Linked DNA regions of Hermetia illucens: region 1 is linked to region 2. Evidence: chromatin contacts called from public Hi-C data. All regions are on one chromosome and are shown on one strand. The core of a region is the stretch at or near the end of the contact, and the rest is flanking DNA. Distances in the headings are between cores, read along the strand shown. Region 1 holds the start of LOC119647521 (alpha-soluble NSF attachment protein). Region 2 holds the start of LOC119648145 (serine/arginine-rich splicing factor 1A).

Region 1 (5,318 bases), core at 2,779-5,278, 180 kb before region 2:
AGGGCGGAAGAGTTCCTATTCTTTGTGATCTGAGTCGGCTGGGCTCTTCCCCTTTGCACTTACCACAGCACTCAGGGTTTTACGAATTTGTGGCAAGAAGTGTGGGACGACTCCTTTCATTGGGGAGGTTAAGGACGTTTGTTACCTCCCGCATCATAAAGTGATCCACAACAAAAGTACGGACGATTTTCCTTTCTGCCAAGATTACCACCGAGGTAAATTTAAATGATAAACTATATAATGGACCTAAACTGCAGGACGATTTAGCCCAGGTCTTGGCTAAAGTAAATGAAATGGCAGTTCGCGGCCTCAACGGACATAGAAAAGATGTTCCGAATAGTGAAAAAACAACCCTGCCGCAGAAATTTACAGCGGGTTTTGTATAGGGCGTGCTGGGTCAAGAATACGTTGTCGCGATATCATTTCGAGAAACTCCAGCTTCGTATTTGTCCGTCAGAACTTTACACCAGTTGGCGGATAATGAAAAGGGCGGCCAAACATTTAAAGGAAGACTTCTACGTAGATAACATGTTGAGCGGGGCCGAAACGGCTAAAGGAGCAAAGATTCTAATCCAGCAAATGGTGGAATTATTAGGGTTAGGCAGTTCTAATCTATGAAAATGCACTTCCCAACATCTCAGGTTGTTGGACGGGATGACCTTATAGAGACTGACACTCAATGGTGCATTAGCCCAGAAGTGGTAGCCACAGTGATCTCAACATTGCAGTTGGACGAAGCACCAATTTTTGTAGTTTCAGTTCTTCTGTTGTATCTTGAATGAGAAAGGAACCGGCGGAACTGGAAAATTATATCGTCAATCGACTGGCTAAAATTCGGGACATTGACAAAAAGATCTGGGACTCTTCTAATCAAAGGAGAATCCCGGCGATCGTACTTCAAGAGGAAGAAGATTACTACGAATAATCAAGAAGCTAACACGCATACATTTCATGATAGAGTCATGGCATTCCGCAGTCTATTAAGGATGTGCCACTGGATTCTGAATGATAACAAAGTAATATGCTAGGAGATATAATTAATGGGCTGACCCATTAGCAGTTCGTGTCAGACCAAGTCCTCAATTCTTGACTATGTTAAAGGCTCGTTCAACAGCAACTATTAAAGAATGAATCTGCCCCTTCGTTTGTGGTGATGAGAGCTGTACACTTGGAACTAGTGAATAATTTGACGACATACATCTTCTTAGGCGCTTTTAACCGATTTAAGATAAAGCATGGAATATGAGCTAAGATATCCAGCAACTATCGCACCAGTTTTGTTGAGGCAAACGTCGCCTGATTGTGCAAAGAGGTGCAATAGACGATAACAGTCACTAGACCAAATTTTGGTGTATTGCGGAAGGCACCTATGAAGTCAGCCAAACCAAAACTGAAATGCGCTTTCAAAGAAGCTCAACTGATACCAATATTCGATGAGTCCACAACAGTATTGTACCAGGTGGAAGCATGCTTCGGGGCCCCTGGTACCCTTTCCCAACAACCCCGTCGATTTGAAGGTCTTGCCAAAAAAGATAAAGGCTTTACATCAGGTGATCTGAAAGAGATGGACTTGGGAATACCTGCATCACTTAAAAACCTGCGTCAGATAGTATAAGGAGACTCCCAACATGAAGCCTGATCAACTAGTTTTTGTTAAGGAAAGAGAAACGCCGCCAATCTAGGAGCGATCAGAAAATCCGAGCAGTCACCGTACATTACCATGGGCCACTGGAGAAGTCAGTTGACATTGGAAATCGTTGTATCAACAGAGGCACGAGGTGGCTGTGGAGGACGGTGATAGTACGTATCGGCGGCGGTTACACTATTCAAGTGAGTGGTATATACCTCTGTTCAGCAGAAGATGGAATCCTTCACAAAAACAATTCAGCCTCGGAACTGGACGATGAGCCAGCAGAATGCTATCCGTATATATTCAGCTCCGATATCGAAGGTGGACAGTTAGATATTCAATTAACCTGCTCCTGTACTTGGACCAACGTTAAGACTCGTTAAACATGACCGTGAGTTTCGTGCTCCGTGTAGCATTCATTTTGCTATTCCTCCGGGCAATTGATTACTGACAACATAGTCTCGTCCGGTGGAGAAAAAATTCGAGACGACTCCGTTATTAACCTCGGGAAATTCGAACCAAACAGACGAAAAGGAGTCATTGCATCATCAGTGGCTGGATTTGACCGGGGCTTCAGCTGATTGTAGACAGGCAGGCTGCCCCGCCCTCCCAGCTTGTTAAGATTTACCGTGATTCTAGTATTATGATAGTATTAGTTCCCAACTAGTATTAAGTAATCATAGTAACATAGTTTTCTGAATAAATTAAATGGAATAAATTCTATTCATGAGAATTGGTGGAAGAGTTGTCATACATTGAATAAGGTTTTGTGTGAAACAAAATCCATACATGTGGAAGGGGGTGCATATTTTTTCGCAGAATATGGTCATGGGGGGTATCAAATGAACGGTTCCGATTAATACTTCTCGAAGCTGATCTCGCTCTTAGAACCTATGCAACCGGAAAAAATCCTAATGGTGGATCTAAACAAAATCTAGGCCTCAAAATACATCCCATTTCAATACCTCTTCAAATAAAGTTAATAACAGCATATTACCATATTTTAGAAATTTGCGCTCCTTAAGTTCATCTGCGAGTAACATTATAAGTAATAATCAATTTTGGAAAGTTTGAGGGAAGTCCATATTATTAACGAAGTCATGAAAGGCCAAAGTTCGGCATTTAACATAAATTTAGTGGACTCTAAGGCGTGTATGATGTTATTATCATATAAACTCATATGAAGGGCAGAGTTGGATGTATGAAAGAATATTTTGAATTTGTACCTATGTATGTATGGGAAAACGTGCAAAGGAAATTTTTCACACAAGATGAATACAAAACTTTAAACCTGAAGCGTCCAGCTTCCAGTATTCCGGCTTGTTTTTGTTTTAATTTCCAGTTTAGTCCTTGTGTTTTTTTCCGTTATGGATGGGCGGATCTACACGGTCAATTTCATCAACTTGGTGGATTCTTGGGATAGCTTTTCCTCCCTCCTCTCTGGCCACTCAGGATGGTGTTTTAGCCATCGCCAATTTTCATTTCCCATTAGAAAGGGTAATATTTATGGTAGAAAGAGAAAATCGGGCAGACCCTGCCTCAGATGGGGCTGGTTGTTGCGTCGTTGATGATGACGGAAGGTCGAGGATGATATAAAAGTTCAAGAATTGATTAATCTATAATTGCATTTATTACTTTGCGATCTGCGCAGTGGTTGAAAAGTTTTTCGCTCAAAAACGTAATTTTAAAAGTTCACCGTGAGCACAAGTTCAATGGCTTGCGCATTGCCCGGACAATGTGATTCATTCTATGAATATGCAGAATATGAAAATGTTTATGGCTCGGCCGGCAATAGGTTATGCATTTGGCCTATACATTATTGACTTTGAACTTTACACCTCATATCTATGTATTCAATTTTTCCGGCATAATCTGAGCACTGAATGACTGGAATGTAATGGCGAAGAAATTTGACCATGTTCCGATAAGAGGCACTTACCAAACAACGTCCGTGAATGAAGAGCTTAGGAACAGGCTGCGAATTCCTGAAAACAAATCAACACCGCTAAAACTATCACAATCGCTAAAAACAACAACTCGTCAGCCCATGGGCATTGAGTGTTTTTATGTCACGGAGTTTATCAACTCGTCGCTGTCAGATTTTCACCAACAGTTCTTGTTCATCGAATGGTCATGCCCTCAATTGACAGCTGTTTTCACCAATATCAAGGTTGAACACTGCAAACATTTTAAGGAGTTGTGACGGAAGAATAATGAAACGAAGTAATCACTCCAGTGAAAAGTTACAGAAAGCTAACTTCGAACACATAAATTTGCTTCCCAAGTGGGGTAGGAGTATGTTGAAGGCGATTTCATTCAAAAATCGCGCTCACCATTAAACGCGATCAAATGCGCATAGCCAATGCACATCGCTGCTGCCGCACCCCCGTGGCAAAACGACGAAGCACTTTGTCAATCGATATCTCGGCTATCTTGTATTGAGTTTTCTTTGGTCTGTGACTAGTTCTGTGCTGGCGAAATAATCGGAGGAGAAAGCGTAAATTCCTGGTGAATATATCTGCCGTGAAAATGTCGGACAACGAGCAAAAGGGCATACAGCTCATGGCTGAGGCCGAGAAGAAGCTGAATCAACGAGGATTTTTGGGATCATTGTTCGGGTGAGACCCATTTTTACGATTTGCGCTGTTCCCTAATTTGTTTCTACTTTCGACTGCGAACTTTGTAGAGGATCTAATAGGGTTGAAGATGCGATTGAATGCTACCAGCGAGCTGGCAATCTGTTCAAGATGTCGAAGAATTGGGCTAAGGCAGGACAGGCCTTCTGCGAAGCTGCAAATTTACATGCGAAGGCAGGCAGTCGTCATGACGCAGCCTCCAACTATGTTGACGCATCAAATTGTTACAAGAAGGTCAGTTCGCTTTGATTATTTCTTTACATGCAAGAGACGGAAATGTGCCTTCCCACAGAACGACTTGGAGGAGGCGGTAGCGTGCCTGCTGAAGGCAATCGAAATCTATACAGACATGGGGCGTTTCACTATGGCTGCGAAGCACCACCAGAGCATTGCCGAGATGTACGAGGCTGATCCCAATGGTTTGGTAAGCGCTTACTATTCCACGAGTCCTGGACGGGTAATTATTGCATTTTTTACAGGAACGCGCGGTGCAGCACTACGAGCAAGCCGCGGACTACTTCAAAGGCGAGGAATCACTTAGCTCCGCAAATAAATGTCTACTGAAAGTAGCACAGTATGCGGCTCAACTCGAGCAATACGATAAAGCGATCCAGATTTATGAGCAAGTAAGTGGGCTTAATTGAGATTTCTGCATTGAATCTGTTTGTATTTGGAGCAAATATTCTTCCAGGTCGCCGCCTCGTCCCTTGAAAGTTCCCTGTTGAAATATAGCGCGAAGGAATACTTCTTCCGAGCAGCGTTATGCCACCTAAGTGTAGACATCCTGAATGCTCAGCACGCGTTGGAAAGATACGCACAGCAATATCCGGCCTTCCAAGACTCGCGGGAGTACAAGTTTATCAAGGTAAGCTCCATGTCTTGATAAGATTGCTTTTATTCTCTTAGGTGAAAGCCAGCTAGAAAGCCGAATTGGTTGCTGGGTAAACCTTGAGTTGTTTTATGGATTCTAACTTAAGCGCTTGTTTAAAAAGCGTTTATGACTAACGTATGCGACAAAAGTTCTGCCGTAATAAACTTCGAGGTGAAATTAC
Region 2 (5,028 bases), core at 2,189-4,688:
TCATCGAATGATGGTCCCTTTCGAGATCACTCCTTTGGTTACGCATATTTAGGAAACAGACCATAAATCTATTGCTGATTGCTAGTCAATTTGATTCTTAAAGCCTATGAAAGCTTCAGAAATCTACAATTTTCACAGTAATATAAATAGCATCCGCCTCAAATTGCGAAGGAAAAGATTCAGCCGCGCATAAGAAACTTACCGTTCTAATGGAAATATTTGCTAAATACGAAATATGTAGCGATAACAAATTTTTGGCAGATAGAAAAGTTAGACGTGTTTTAGTGTGCTCGGAGATTTTCTATTATTACAAAAAATGGAGCAGAGAATTTGCATAAAATTTTGTGTAAAAAAATGGAATCAGTGCTCTGTAGCACTTAAGATGTTGACAGTGGCACACGGTATCTGCTCAAAGTACAAACAATGTTTACAAATGATACAAGCTCTTTCAATATGACCGAGAAGATGTCAATGACAAGCCTCACTCTGGACACTCCAGTACATCAAAAACAGATGATAACGTTGAAGCTCTGAAGAAAATTAATTTAATAAAATCGTCGAATTATCACAAGAGAGGTTGCTGAGGATGTTGACAGATAGGTCGGCTCTTGTCATATATTTTTTCGGATACTTCGGGCATGAGGCGTGTAGCAGCGAAGTTTGCCCCAAAACTGCTAAACTTTCATCACAAATACCGTCGGATGAACATTGCTCAGGAGCTGCTGAGTGACGTCAATGACGATCCAGATATACTCAAATGGGGCATAACTGACTTTTTCCTGTTCCCAAAACTCAAGAGACCTATGGAAGGATGGAGATTTGCAACGATTACGAGATAAAGACTGCACTGCTGGAAGATCTCAGCCTATACCAAAAAGTGTTCATCAGGAATGCTTCGGGACTGGAGAAAAACGCTTGCACAAGTGTATTATATCTGAGGGGAATTACTTTGAAGGGGACAATATAAATATTGATGAATAAATATTTTTCTATAAAAATAAAATTTCAAATTCATCAATTGCTGATCGATGTTTCGATATAACTCGGTGAACCGATTTGTCTTCGATCTTGAAATATTTGTGGAAGTTCAGGGAAGGTTTAAACGGTGAAAGTTATCCTGGACATAGAACAAAAGTTCAGAAACTATAATTAGCTGAGTGAAAAAGCAATTCCTGTGACCAAAAACAAAGAGGTCGATGATCTTCATGCGACCGTTCAGGATTTTCTTCCAGGAAAATTCTTTTCTTAGAAATCAGTTGACACAGTTTCCACCCAGGATGACTTAGTCTAACTATCTACCTGCCTGGACTACCACCTTACAATTTACAATTAAAAGTAGAATTGATTGTGACTATGTTGCGTAACATAAATCAACCCCCACTGTGCAATGGTACGAGACTGGCTGTGAAAAAGCTAATGAATAACGTCACCGAGGCCAAGGCCATCAAAGGAAAAGACGAGAGAATGTCTTCATTCCGTGTATACCGATGATTCCTTTGAATTTTCCATTCGATTTTATGCGTCTACAACTTCCCGCGCGTCTGACCTTTGCAATGACCATAAGTTGCAAAGCCAGTCGTTGAAATTTTACAGAATCAGCTTGAAGTTTCCGTTTCGCGCGTGGACAATTATAGATCGCGTATTCACAAGTCGGAAAACCATCATCTTCATATATTTACCGACCGCAAAAAAATACATCAGAAAGTAGTGATTAAGTATATAACTGTGTTGAATTTAATATAAATGAAAATTTTGTATTAAGTTTTGACCATATTTTTCATAAACATATTTAGGTGATACGGAGTTCACCGGGACATCTATATTATTTATATTCGTTTTTTTTCTATTGCCTGTGGGCGCTAAAACACCAATCTCCCGGAAAAAGAATTATTTGTGATATGTGAACTTTAGTGTACTCAGTGGTTTAGGAAATGAGTGAATTGTCAGATTTACTTTTTGGGCGCACTAGGGTATATCCTGAAATGAACGAAAATCTCCACAACTGGTTTTCAGTAAAGCGTATAAGGTGCCCTAGCAAATTTCAATTAATTTGCCGCAGACTACAAGTAAGTAAGCCATTTCATTACGCCCTAGTCTTGGGAGATTGATCGTGTGATACGCGCCATACTGAAGTTGCGAACTACGACAGAGCAGCAGAACTTGGTTGTTAATCTGAGGTTCCTCCCATAAATATGAAAAGTGATATAATAGACGCATACCAGCTGGCAATAAATTGAAATGTTTAATGCTATCCCATTAAATAAATTTGATGTGCTTTCTACAAGCTTGGGGCTGGAACGCCACATTTCTACCGAACCGACATCAGGTGATGACCAATCTTATGATGCACTCTAAGCATTCATTTACGAAAAGTAGACACCGTTGGAGATGTACATGCAACTTCGGGTGTACCATGGCTATTCAATCGCTACTCAAACCTCTCCGCTCGGCATAAATTGGCGGGTATTCTCACTAGTAGGTTATACTTCCGCTACTATGTTTGGAGACGTCTTATAGAAGCAACCAAAGAGCACGAGAAAAGGAATCAAACAAGATCAGGCAAATTGTCTATCTCGGCACAGGTCTTCCTTGGACGTATCACGACCCTGTCGCCGGGTTAATACCCCTATGGCGCATTCATAACATCCCGATATACAAAGAATGCCATAAGTAGACAGCTGGCACCAAGATACGAAGAACTCTCATCAGCCCCAAAAAGTCAAGAGCAGTACAATTCCCAAGAGCAATGCAGTACCTTAAACAGAAGTCGAAGCGGTGGGAATTCCAGCGAGTCGACGGGCCGCACAAAGTCTACGTCCAAATTGTGGGCTCAGAAGAAATCTAACTGCAGACCTCGCTGAGTCATTTGCACATAAAATTCCTCGAAATCCCCGGCCATGTTCCAATCTCCGAACAAAGGCTCCAAGGGCGCATCCAGCCGCGAAGCTCCATATCGATCAAACAATGCGGGCCGCGAGCTGCCTCCTCCACAAATGTCCATCAAATCCTCTAGATGAACCGCAATCCTCAAATTCAGAAAATATACTCGAAAGTCATCACGCAAAACAGAAAACAACCACCCACAATCGAAAACTTACCGGGCGTCTTCGAACTCGACAAATGCAAATGGAGGACCACGCCGGTTTTTCAAATCAACAAACGTGACTTTGCCGAATTTGTGGAATAAGTCCTGAATGTCTTTCGTGCGAATATCTGGCGGCAGGTTTCCGACGTAAATGCGGCACTCGTTTCGCGACATTTTCTAGAATTTCACAATTAGGAACCAGCACTAGCTTGCAAAGAAAATCAGCGGGAAGCGCTCTCAGCCGACAACCGTGAAAAGTTAATAGAACAAAAGCCCGGCAACCGTATCGCACCACCGTTCAAAACTTTATCCCACAGCAACTTATCGCACTCAACTGCGCCGCGAAATGAAGACCGACGTATGTGTCCGAACGTCGCACGGAATTATGCCTGCTTCGTTGTGACGATTTCTCGCTGTCATGTCGTGGCCACCTGACATTGAACGTACGCATGGTTAATTCCTGAGATAAACGCTGTCCCCCGGGCCATTCAAATTGTAAATATTAAGGCAAATTAAAATTCGAACTAAGGAGTAATATACAGTCGTAATGGCAGCGGAAATAATAATTGCATATTCTTTAACCCTCTAGATTCAACACCTCAATTACATGAATTAAGATACGAGGGATGATTAAAATACGAGGGATTTTTAAGAAGACATTTATTATCATAAGTAACACATTTTAATAAGAAAATCAAATACTCTTTTACTTTTAAACAACGTGAATTATGGAAATTATATTTTATGCATTTAATTAATACAATATCGAACATAAATGCTATGGAACATGGTAAAATAAACAATTTTTTTATTGGGACATAGACGGAAATAACATTTTTTACACTTAGTGTAAGATCTCAAAGTGCAATTGTTTTTACATAACCCACTCCCAAAAATGTCCAAGATTATTAGAACGCACTGAACTAAAAGCCAGTCCTGATGTATACCTGGACGTTTTCTTTCCTGTTTTACATTAATTGTTATCCCATAGTCAAATAAAGCACCAGCATTTGGTGGGATGCATCGTGCGGCCGCCTAGAGCAGGTAGTTTATTTATTTATTTGATTAACAATAAACGGGGAATACTTCAATTACTTATTACATATAAGTGCATATAGGAAAACAAACAAATTACAAAGTGTCAATAACTCTATTTTTTTAAGTGGCTAGGGATGAAGCCAGAGGACCAAGCTGCAAACGGTTATAATCCCAAGACTATTACGAACGAAGTATTTATAATGGATGACTGAGAAGTGCATGAGTATATCCAGGAATTGATCGGAGGAACGAAGGATAAAGCCGAATATTTTGGAAGGCTGGACTGATCAATAGGCGAACTGACGACAGAAAACAATTTTAAATCCTCTGCATATAAAAGGCTAGAATAGGTAAACAAGGAAGGAAGCTCATCCACGAAACATGAAAACAGAAATGGACCGAGGATGGACCCTTGGGGTACTATCGATAAGGGAAACATGTCGGGAAACAGGAAGCTGGACGCTTCAGGTATGAAAGCTTTTGCGTACTTCTTTTATAAAGACATTTGAATGCGAATTTGTCCCATTAGTACGTAACACGTAATATACGCATATATTATGTGAGAATATCCACTTTCAGGGGATATTAACATTCAAAATCTTGAATTCCCAAAGAAGTGACAACTTTGACCTATTATAACTTTGTTAGTAAAAATGCGATTTCCAACAAACTTGGTAGGACCAAGCTCTATATCAGTCAGTAATTTTCGGCCCGGGTTTTCTCACCTTTCTTGTGTGAGGGTATAATACGAACTTCCTTCTTTCCATACATCCGGAAAAACACTTCAGCCAAGTTTTTATAATAGTAAGGGGAAAAGATATGTTCTGTTTCGAAGCTCGGAAATCAGGATTGTGATTGATGAAAACGCCGAGAGGTAAAAACGAATCATTCCCTCCAAGTCATCT

Evidence for each region. A called contact is a pair of places that touch in the nucleus more often than the background predicts.
Region 1: a contact with region 2 is called in a Hi-C map of an unstated tissue, with 3 times the contacts expected there. The contact joins the promoter of LOC119647521 here to the promoter of LOC119648145 in region 2. A contact is called at or near these places in 2 of 2 Hi-C or Micro-C datasets (an unstated tissue and whole body).

What each region holds. Positions count from the first base shown.
Region 1 is chr2:64,075,886-64,081,203 of iHerIll2.2.curated.20191125, reverse strand. It overlaps LOC119647521 (alpha-soluble NSF attachment protein), which reads left to right and starts at 4,028. Exons shown (of 6, transcript XM_038048491.1): 1 at 4,028-4,242; 2 at 4,317-4,500; 3 at 4,559-4,690; 4 at 4,746-4,892; 5 at 4,958-5,131. The coding sequence starts at 4,160. LOC119647520 (peroxisomal biogenesis factor 3) reads right to left here and starts at 3,741. Exons shown (of 2, transcript XM_038048488.1): 1 at 3,570-3,741.
Region 2 is chr2:63,899,703-63,904,730 of iHerIll2.2.curated.20191125, reverse strand. It overlaps LOC119648145 (serine/arginine-rich splicing factor 1A), which reads right to left and starts at 3,438. Exons shown (of 4, transcript XM_038049702.1): 1 at 3,099-3,438. The coding sequence starts at 3,259.